Regions from separate parts of the Sus scrofa genome. Here region 2 is linked to region 1. A link is a contact called in public Hi-C data. All regions are on one chromosome and are shown on one strand. The core of a region is the stretch at or near the end of the contact, and the rest is flanking DNA. Distances in the headings are between cores, read along the strand shown. Region 1 holds the start of RAD51D (DNA repair protein RAD51 homolog 4). Region 2 overlaps RFFL (E3 ubiquitin-protein ligase rififylin).

What was found. A called contact is a pair of places that touch in the nucleus more often than the background predicts.
Region 2: a contact with region 1 is called in a Hi-C map of liver, with 2.4 times the contacts expected there. The contact joins the enhancer-like site here to the promoter of RAD51D in region 1. A contact is called at or near these places in 1 of 5 promoter capture datasets (fetal liver), 4 of 47 Hi-C or Micro-C datasets (embryonic fibroblasts, epiblast stem cells, liver and 1 more) and 1 of 2 datasets of contacts at active chromatin or transcription factors (alveolar macrophages).

Annotation. Positions count from the first base shown.
Region 1 is chr12:40,051,111-40,056,285 of Sscrofa11.1, forward strand. It overlaps RAD51D (DNA repair protein RAD51 homolog 4), which reads left to right and starts at 3,065. Exons shown (of 10, transcript XR_002337232.1): 1 at 3,065-3,341; 2 at 3,639-3,700; 3 at 3,885-4,003. It overlaps FNDC8 (fibronectin type III domain-containing protein 8), which reads right to left and starts at 1,527. Exons shown (of 5, transcript XM_003358154.4): 1 at 1,301-1,527; 2 at 1,280-1,298. The coding sequence starts at 1,487.
Region 2 is chr12:40,126,426-40,131,600 of Sscrofa11.1, forward strand. It overlaps RFFL (E3 ubiquitin-protein ligase rififylin), which reads left to right. Exons shown (of 6, transcript XM_013981148.2): 2 at 3,942-4,129. The coding sequence starts at 3,950. Among named protein-coding and RNA genes, the nearest start is that of TRNAG-GCC, 21 kb to the left of the region's middle. Within about 2 kb of position 2,261, at least 23 of the 83 cell types and tissues checked have an H3K27ac peak or open chromatin away from gene starts, as enhancers often do. A contact at or near this core is called in alveolar macrophages, fetal liver and liver, where this site is marked.

The DNA of each region.
Region 1 (5,175 bases), core at 1,815-4,314:
CTATAATATTCTCGATGCTTTTTTTCTTTTTTGGCCACATGGCACATAGAGTTCCCAGGCCAGGGATCAGATCTGAGCTGTAGTTTCAACCTATGCCTGCGGCTGTGGCAACACCCAGTCCTTTAACCTGCTGTTCCAGGCCAGGGATTAAACCTGTGTCCCAGCACTCCATAGATGCCAGTGACTCTGTTGCACCACAGCAGGAACTCCAATATTCTTTTTTTTTTTTTTAGGGCCGTACCGTGGCATATGGAGGTTCCCAGGCTAGGGGTTGAAACGGAGCTGTAACTGCTGGCCGACACTACAGCCACAGCAACACAGGATCTGAGACACATCTGCAACCTACACCACAGCTCACTGCAATGTCAGATCTTTAACCCACTGAGCAAGGCCAGGGATCGAACCTGTGTCCTCATGGATGCTAGTCAGATTCGTTAACTGCTGAGCCATGACGGGAACTCCTCTTCCAATATTCTTGATTCTTTCCTGACACCCCTCCCCTTCACACACACACCAGAGGCTGGGAGCTCCTTGAAAGCAGAGGTGCTTTCTGGCTCTGCATTCCCAGAACTTAACCTGGGGCCAGACATCTGCAGGTCTCAAAGAATTTTGTGAAATGAGGAGTTCCTGTTGTGGCTCCATGGTTAACGAATCCAACTAGGAACCATGAGGTTGTGGGTTCGATCCCTGCCCTTGCTCAGTGGGTTAATGATCCAGCGTTGCCGTGAGCTGTGATGTAGGTTGCAGATGAGGCTCGGATCCCGAGTTGCTGTGGCTCTTGGCGTAGGGTGGTGGCTATGGCTCCGATTTGACCACTAGTCTGGGAACCTCCATGTGCTTCGGGAGTGGCCCTAGAAAAGACAAAAAAAAAAAAAAAAAAAGAATTTTGTGAAATGAAATCAGGGAAACCCAGAATCACTGCAGAGGTCCAGTAAACCTCAGTCTGAAGACAGGCAGGCCACGGGGGCTGGTGGGGCCATAACCAGGCAGGTGAAGGCACAATAAGAAAGATGGAGGGAGCAAAGCCAGTGGGAATTGAGGGGGCAGAGGTGTCACTGGCGGTGAAGACAAAGCAGAATGACCATCAGCAAATCTGACTAATCCCAGGGGGCCTCCAAGAATTGTGTGGGGTCAGAAATCCATAGCCCACCCTGCTGTTCCGGGGGAGGGGGGGTCTCAACTGTGTTAATCAAGGAAGTACCGCCTCTTCAAGCCCCTCTCCACCCCACCCCCCAGCGCCAGCCTTAGAAAGGAGAAAAGGACCAGACTTGTGTCTTACGGTAGATTGATGGCATCCTCTCCAAGAAGTTAAGCAAACTTCCCCTGGAGGAAAGTGGGAGCCCTTTGGTAGTGACGGTCCTGTTCATAGACTTGGGGTTTGGAAAGGCCTTCGGCATGTGATGGAGCGCGTTCAGGACATTGAGTGTTTCCTTCCTCAGCAAGGCCTCCTCCCCATCTCCTACTTTGTAGAGTGTCTCTGACGCCATTGAGTTGGTTTGGGACCAGCCGTCACCATGCAGGACAACCAGGCTGACAGGAAGCAGAGAGAAACTGGACGCAGCAGACACACCCTTAGTTTGGGTGGGAGGAGGTGCAATCGGCTGACTTCATAATGATCACAGTGTAACAATTAGGGGCCAGCCCCCCCTTGATCTGAGGCTCCTGCTGCAGGGGGGTAGCAGGCAGTGTCAGAGTGGGGAGACCGAGGAACAGACCGCACTGCTCCTTGGGCCCCTTCCAGCTCTGAGCAGCCTCGCCCTTCTCTGAAGATCTCAAAACGTTTCCTGCCTGTGCCCTTGGGACCTGCCCAGGGAAGGAGATGGATGGTGAGACAGAGGCACCTGGGCATGAAAGGAGGCTGGTGATACTGGAATGGGACTCGGGGAGTGACTTTGTCTACAGGCTCTATATCCAGAAATCCTAGGCAGCAAACCTCATATGTCTTAGCTGTGCAGGCACAGGAAAAACCCAGATGGTTCATAGCTCACATATACCCAGGTTTACTGCTAAAACTCTAAATTCTACTGAGCCCTCACCCCAGTGTCATCACGTCTTGAGGGATAGTGGGTGCTTTCAGAGGCAGACAGAAATGGGCCAGATGTTTCTGTTCTCAATGAAACCACTTCACAGTAGGGAAACATATACACAACTTGGGGGTGGGGAGGGGGCGCTGTTAAAACAGCACTGGCTTTGCACCGAAATATAAATTCGTCTGCTCCAAGTCCAGCTCTGTCCTTACAGGCTGTGAAACCTTTGGCAAGTGACTTTACTGCACTGAGCCTCAGTTTCCTCGTCTGTAAAATAGGGGTAAATACAGAACCTACCTCACTGGATTGTAAGAGGATAACCTTGTAAAGTTGTTTTCTCTCTTCCAGAGGGTAAGGTTAAGAAAAGATCTTTCAAAATACCAAATCACATGGTGTTCCCATCGTGGCGCAGTGGTTAACGAATCCGACTAGGAACCATGAGGTTGCAGGTTTGATCCGTGGCCTTGCTCAGTGGGTTAAGGATGTGGTGTTGCCGTGAGCTGTGGTGTAGGTTGCAGATGGGGCTCGGATCCCGCGTGGCTGTGGCTGTGGAGCGGGCTGGTGGCTACAGCTCCAATTAGACCCTTAGCCTGGGAACCTCCATATGCCATGGGAGCGGCCCTAGAAAAGACCAAAAAAAAAAAAAAAAAAAAAAAAAGTGTGTGTGTGTGTTCTATATACTCAGGGTTTTTACTGTTGATCATTCAAAATTACTTTTATTTGGAAAACAGAAGCAGATGTCCTCTCTGCGCGCTGCTGCTTTCAAGCACCTATCAGACGACTGCTGAGGATCTGATTAGATTCTTTGTCACTGTCTTCCCTCACCAACAGGTAGGTCCCTGAGAGTAGGGATGGTGGGTCCCATCCAACGTTCTGGACCAGCGTTCATTATGGAAAGTGGCACCAGGGAGGCTGGCGAGGAGGCGTGATGGGGAAAAGGCAGGGGACCCAACTTCGTGCCGCCCACGCGGGGCCGCGGGAGCCCTCCCGTCCGCCCGGCGGTCGGCAGGTGGCGCCGCAGGCCAGGCCCTGGAGCCTGGAAACCGGAAGCGGCGGCGGGGCCGGGCAGGCAGGCTCCTGGGCGCGGGAGACCAGGCAGGGTCCACACCCTGTGCGCCGCCTCCTCCCGACGCCAGCCCCCAGCGTTTGGTCCGGAAGGGGGTGCTGCGGGGTGTCTGGAGAGGGCCTCGCGGATGCCCCCAGGACCAGCGGCCCCGGGGCCTCCAGGGAACATGGGCGTGCTTCGGGCCGGACTGTGCCCCGGCCTCACTCAGGACATGGTCCAGCTTCTGCAGAGCCGCGGGATCAAGACAGGTGACCGTGGGCGCGCGCCTGTGCGGGCCACATGGCTGGGCCCAGCGCGGAGGCTGGCCCCGGCCCTGGCCCACTGGGTGGGGCCCCTCCCCTGCCTCCGACGCCCACAGCCTTCTGGCAGAGCTTGGGAGGGTGGGACTGGGCAAGCCCCGCTCCAGGAGGGCTAGAACCCCCCACTGTGGGCTAGGCGCCGCGCCAGCCCCCGCGGCTCCGCTAGTTCGCGTAGGCGAGGAAAAGTCACGGGCGGGAGTCTGGGGCCTCCCTTGCGCGCATCAACCCCGCGTGTTTTGTTTTCAGTGGTGGACCTGGTTTCTGCAGACTTGGAGGAGGTAGCCCAGAAATGTGGTTTGTCTTATAAGGTGAGCTGGCGATCTCCACACTCCAACATGGGTGTCTCTAAATGCCCATCCCCGAGCAGAGTGTCCCCAGAGATTGATAAGGGGGGGGCTAGGAGACCCTGGATGGCCCCCTCCCTTGGCGGGTCGCTGCCGCACACTCCCGGCTGCTCCGGCAGCTTCCTGAGTTGCCCCGCCCCTTCCGCAGGCCCTGGTCGCCCTGAGGCGGGTGCTGCTGGCTCAGTTCTCCGCTTTTCCCTGCAATGGCGCTGATCTCTACGAGGAACTGAAGACGTCCACGGCCATCCTGTCCACCGGCATTAGAAGGTTTGTGTGTGTGTAGCTGGGGCAGAAGGCGAGAGGCCAGAGGCTCTGGCTGGGCTTTTGATGCTTGAGAAAGAGCAGGCTGCTTCAGCTGTGGTTGAAGGAGACACGGGAGGGGGGTCAGGATTTCTGAGTTATCTTACCCTGTACAGAGTTTCTCTGACTCCTAACCACTTAGGATGCATAATTTTGGGGGTGGCTGTCTTGTGCATATAGTAGGATGTCTGGCAGCATCCCTGGCCTCCACCCCAGTAGATGCCAGTTACACCCCTCTCCTTCATAGGTCATGACTATCAAAAATGGCTCTAGCTGTTGCCAAATGACCCTGGGGGCCAAAATTGCTACTGGTTGAGAATCACTGTCCTGTAACACAAGATGTCAGCACTTCCACAGATATTATTCCACAGATCAGAGCAACTTTTCTCTGGCCCTTTCTGCCCTTTCACTTAAGGATGGGGCAGGGAGTTCCCCTTGTAGCTCACTGGGTTAAGAACCTGAGGTGGGTTAAGTATCCATAAGGATGCATGTTTGATCCTTGGTCTTGCTGAGTGGCTTAAAGATCTGACATTGCTGTGAGCTGTGTAGGTCACAGACGGGTCTTGGATCTGGTGTTGCTGCGGCTGTGGTGTAGGCTGGCGGCAGCAGCTCCAATTTGACCCCTAGCCTGCGAACTTTCATATGCTGCGGGCACAGCCCCAAAAAGAAAAAAAACGATGGGGCAAGAGAGCACAACTGAATACCATTTATTTGAGTGCCTACTATATACCAGCCAGGGCTCCAGCCCTGGCGCACTTGATCCAGAACCTGGTTCTTTCGCTGTACTCTGCAGCAGGAAGGGACAGGAGTGATTTATGTTCTGCTGTGCAGTTTGGAGAGGGAACGCGTTGGAAGAAAACAGGCGGCTTCTGGCCAAGGAAGGCTGACCTCTTTCCTGGCCTGTTTGTACAGAATTTGATAAAGAGCACTGCCACCACCAAGGTCTTTGGATTGGTTTGGCCTTTGCTCTTTCCCGTGCATGTCCTCTTGGCAAGGTTCATATAGCATGGCGCCTGCTTTCTGCAGCTGGGGGTCCAGGTCTGTCATTCATCAAGCACTGGCCAAGTGCCTATAGGTGACAGATGTATGCCAATGATACGAATATGCGTGAGGCAAGGCCCTCGCACTTAAGGAGTGTG
Region 2 (5,175 bases), core at 1,011-3,510, 75 kb after region 1:
CTGGCTTTACATACTTTCCAGAAGGCGAGGGTCCCCACACCTTTATCTTCAGCCAGCGCAGTGCTGTGTACCAACCTCAGAATCTTAACCTGCCCCACGCCCTTCGCACACAGACGTGTGCTCTTCCCGAGGGCCTTACCCCAGTTGTGTGACTCTGAGAGCCCGGCTGTTTCTCTCTCCCCTCCCCATCTCTTCAGTTCATGACACACCTGCTAAGTCTGTCACAGATCTGTCCCTTTCTCTTTTGCCCACATCCTCATGTCTTGCTTCCGGCCCGCTCCTTGTAGATTTGTCCTCCACACGAGTGACTGCCACCCCCACATGCAAGTAAGATTACAGAACCTGGTAGCCTGAACGTGTGATTATGTTCCACTACCTGCAGATAAAGTCCAGATTCCTCACCATGGAATACAAGGCTTTTATGCTCTCATCCACCCTTAGCCTTGACCTAGCCAAGCATTTCGTAGTCTCTTTAATGCCCTGGTGCGTGCTGTTTGGGTTTTTTTTGAAGTGTCTTTGTACTCTTGACTTTCTGGTCCATTAAAGGCTCTGTCTTCTCTGGTCACTCCCTCCCCAACACTGCACAAACCTCCGTTAAAGCACTGATTACCCTGAAATTTCAGTTTTTGGTTTCACATTTTTAGTTCTTCTGTTAGACCATGGATCCCATGAGGGTAGGCGTTCAACCATGCTTACCTAGAACTGGAAAGAGCAAGGCGTTGGCTTCTCTAAAGAGATTCGTGCATGAGTGAGTGGAGATTTCCAGAGGAGTTAGTGAACCACCCACAGCCTTGTTCAAGGCCGCTCTGCTACTCCCCTTCCCCACCTCATTCAGTTCATTGACACATCCTGCTCCTTCTGTCAGAGATCTGTCTGTCCGTGTTTAGGACAAGCTCAGAAAGCCAAATGGTAATTGTGGTGCAATCTCTAGGTTTACATTTTACCTGTGCCTTCCTGGAGAAATTGCAGGGAAGGCATTGTGATAATGCCAGTAGCAACAGCCAAGATTTAATGAGTGTTTTACTGCCCAGAGAATGTCCAGATGAGAAAAACGAAGGATAGAAAGGCTACGATTTGTTAGAGGCAGGCGATCACCCAGGTCTTCTGAGTCCAGGTCCTCTCTTGTTTGTATTATTACCCACTGTTTCAGAGGCTTTGATCAAGAGATGATTTAGGAGTTCCCGTCGTGGCTCATGAGGTTGTGGGTTTGATCCCTGGCCTCGCTCAGTGGGTTAAGAATCCGGTGTTGCCATGAGCTATGGTGTAGGCCACAGACGTGGCTTGGATCCCGAGTTGCTGTGGTTGTGGTGTAGGCCGGTGGCTACAGCTCCAGTTAGACCCCTAGCCTGGGAACCTCCATATGCCGCAGATACAGCCCTAGAAAAGTCAAAAAAAAAAAAAAAAAAAAAAAAAAGATTTTAAGAGTTACAGGAGTTATGGTCGTGGCTCAGCAGAAAGGAATCTGACTGGCATCCATGAGGATCCAGGTCCAATCCCTGACCTCGCTCAGTGGGTTAAGGATCTGGCGTTGCTGTGAGCTGTGGTGTAGGTCACAGACATGGTTTGGATCTGGCGTTGCTGCGGCTGTGGTACAGGCCAGCAACTCCAGCTCCAGTTTGACCCCTAGCCTGGGAACCTCCATATACACAGGTGTAGCTCCCCCCGCAAAAAAAAAAAGACAAAAAAAAAAATTACAAAATTCCTCTTTCAGAGGGCTACTCTTCTGCTGTTGCCTCCAGTCTTTTGCCAACAAATAACTCAATTATTATTATGATTTTGGTTTGCACCCACAGCACGTCCAGGGATCAAACCTGAGTCACACCAGTAGTAACCAGAGCCACAGCAGTGACAATGCTGATCCTTAACCCACTGAGTCACCAGGGAGCTCTATACATTCTTTTTTATTTTCTTTTCCGTTATGATGTATCTCAGGATATTGACTATAGATCCCTGTGCTATACAGTAGGACCTTGTTGATACTAACTCGGTTATTTAACTGCTCTTGGCTTCTTTATTTCATGTGAATTTGTAAGGCAGATTAGATCTTTGTTTTCTGGGAATTTAAAGTCTTCAGACAAGTAGTAGTGAGTCAGGGAGAAATGTTTTTGATGTGTAGGAAACGGAGCAAATGTGTAGTTAGTTAAGCTTTAAATATTGTGTGTGATTCACTCGTTCAGTCGTCCTCATTGAGCCACCCGTCTGGACACTGTGACTGTCATGGTCCCTGCTCTCCTGAGGTCAGAGGGAAGCAGGCGAGACAAGTGTGAATCGGACTCGCCTGTGAAAGTGAATGCGCTGTCTCAGGTTGCATTGGAGGCAGTGTTGGGAAGCTAGAAAGGCCCTGGAGTAATCTAGAGCCGTAGGTTAGAGCTGCCTGAACCAGGAAGTTCCTGCCCCCATCTGGGCCTCTTTATTTTCCTCTCAAAAAATAACCGAGGGTGAAAGCAGTTGGCTTCTTAGTTCCTTCGCGCTTACTAGATCTTTGAACTGTGGTCTAACAAAGGCACTTTGAATGAGTCAGGAGACAGAGCAAAAAGTACCGTTCTTTTGTGTGGCCTGATGACTGAGTAACACACTGAATGTTTCATTTATTATCTCTGTGAGCAGAGTTCAGGTTCAAAATGTCCATGCTGACTGCTTGGCCTACCAAGGAAAGCACGTCTTAACTGTATCACTGCAGCCCCCCGGCATTTTAGTGGACGCCCTCAAAACCTTTCATTTATTCTGACATTTGAGAGATTGGCTCGCCTTTGTCCTGTGATCTCAAAAGATCATCAACCCCCTCGTCCCTAATTCTTGTATTTGATGTGTAAAATGGGGGTAACAACCCCAAACCCACAGAGGTACCGATTCAGCAAGGAAGCCAACATTTGTGGAGCGTCTGCTGTGTCCACGACACGGCTGGGCACGGAACAGGCATACATAAGAAGTGGTCCCTGGAGTTGCTGCTGTGGTTCAGCGGTTATGAAACCCAACTAGTATCCATGAGGACGGGGGTTCGATCCCTGGCCTCGCACTCAGTGGGTCAGGGACCCGGCATTGCCGTGAGTTGCGGTGTAGGTCGCAGATGTGGCTCAGATCCCACGTTGCTGGGGCTGTGGTGCAGGCTGGCAGCTGTAGCTCCGATTAGATCCCTAGCCTGGGGACCTCCATATGCTGCAAGTATGGCCCTAAAAAGACAAAAAAATAAAAAAGAAGTGGTCCCTGCCTTCAAGGAGTGTACGGTTTAGTGGGAGGAAAAAAGCCTAACTGTTACCGGTGCCGTGGTGGAAGTTTCTGTAGGGTCAGAGGTGCAGATGTCAGAGCTCTGCTGGCTGCTGGGAGGCGAGGTCAGGAGGGCAGAGCACACCCAGCACAGACAGGGAAGATAACGTTAGGTTTAGAGGCCGAAGGACCGGGTTCTCAGAATCTCACTTCTCTGTATATTGGCTCTGTGACCTTGCTTCTTGAGCCTGGGTTGCCTCATCTGAAGAAATAATAACCCCTTCATCCCACGGTCAGCGTGCGTGTGGAATTGTACACATGTGTCAGCACGCACGCACATGCCTGTTTGATCCAGTTCTGTCGGTCTGAGCTCTAGGGGCGAGGTCAAGTTCCTGAGCACCGTGGCTCTTAGGCCAGTCCTAATTGCGAAGACAAGAGGGTTTATTTGAGGTAGAGATCTCAGATTAGGCACAGACAGGCAGCAGCAGCAAGCTTTCAAAAGTAGGTAGCGTGCAGCTCTGTCCTGGCCGATCAGGTCCGGGCTCACCTCTTGTCTGTCACAGCCAGTGTGGTGGTGCAGGAGGCGGGAAGAAACCTGTGGCCCCTGAAAACCCGACCTCACCTCGACCCTGGAGCAGGTGTGTGGGTCGATAGCCCTGCTCACCCGTGCCCTGGGGAGCAGGAGCGCCTGAGGTGTGTCTTCACTCTGACCTTTCCCCCTTTCTCCCTTGCACCAGATTTTATCATGTGGGCAACCTGCTGCAACTGGTTCTGCCTGGATGGACAGCCTGAGGAGGCCCCACCGCCCCAGGGAGCCAGGACGCAGGCCTATTCCAACCCTGGGTACAGCTCCTTCCCCTCCCCGACGGGCTCGGAACCAAGCTGCAAGGCCTGTGGGGCCCACTTCGCCAGCATGTCCAGGAAGGTGAGTGGCGGCCACTGTGGCCCCAGGCCCTTGGTCACGTCTGCTGACCCTTCTCTAGGGCCTGCCCCGGCCTTTGCCAGTGGCAGCCCAGACCCGTGCTTTCACAAAAGCCTCATCAAGCAAAAGCAAAGCATCCCAGCATAGATTTGGATTCAGACAGCAGCTTGGCCTTCCTAGCTGTTTGATTTAACCTGTGTTGAGATCCACTTTCCCATCTATAAAGCTCCCATCTCAGAGCGTTGTGGGAGTAAGATGGCTAATCTGCCAGGGTCCCCGGCGTGGTGCCCGGAGGGCAGTGGGCCCTCGACGTTACTCCTTCATTAGCTGCCGTTGTCGAAAGCCTGGCTGCAGATTAACTTGTTCTTCTTGAAAGATGTCCTTGACATCTCAGGGGCCTCAGGACCCTACCAAGGTGAAGGCTGGAGCTTATTTACTGTAGCCATTTCATTTGAAGCGCTCGGCAGCCGCATTTCCCGGGTCAGCGAGCAGGCGGTCACGGCCTTGGCTGGGTGATGCGGGGCGAGGTGTGGCCTGGCCTGGAAAAAGCACCAGTGCATCCGTCTTTTGCAGAATGAGAGGTGTGCAGCCCGGACTGTGTTGTTAAAATGATGGTAATGGGAAATCGGAGAGGAAAAATACGTTCTAAACCATCTGCTCTATGCCAGGGACCAGTTTGAGCAATGTATAGAGTTTCTGTTTCATTTAATCCTCACAATAACTCTGTAAGGTTGGTTTTAAGGTCCCCAACCTCCTGTTCTACACATGAGAGAGTAAAGTTTAACAGTTAAAAAGGAAACTGTAACTGTCAAGCTCCCGTCAGCCCCGAAGACATTTAAATACCCCTTCTCCCTCTGCTTAGGGAGCGCCCCAAGATCACGCGGTGATTCAGAGGCAGAGCTAGGATTCCCACATAGGGCTTTGACTCTCAGGCTCTCTCCCAGGAGACAGCAGGTCTGCAGCTTAGAGCGCTGACTGCCCGTCCCTTGACCCTGTAGGATGGTGGAGGATTGGCACTTGGCCTTGTAGGTTGTGTTTTTGCCTACACT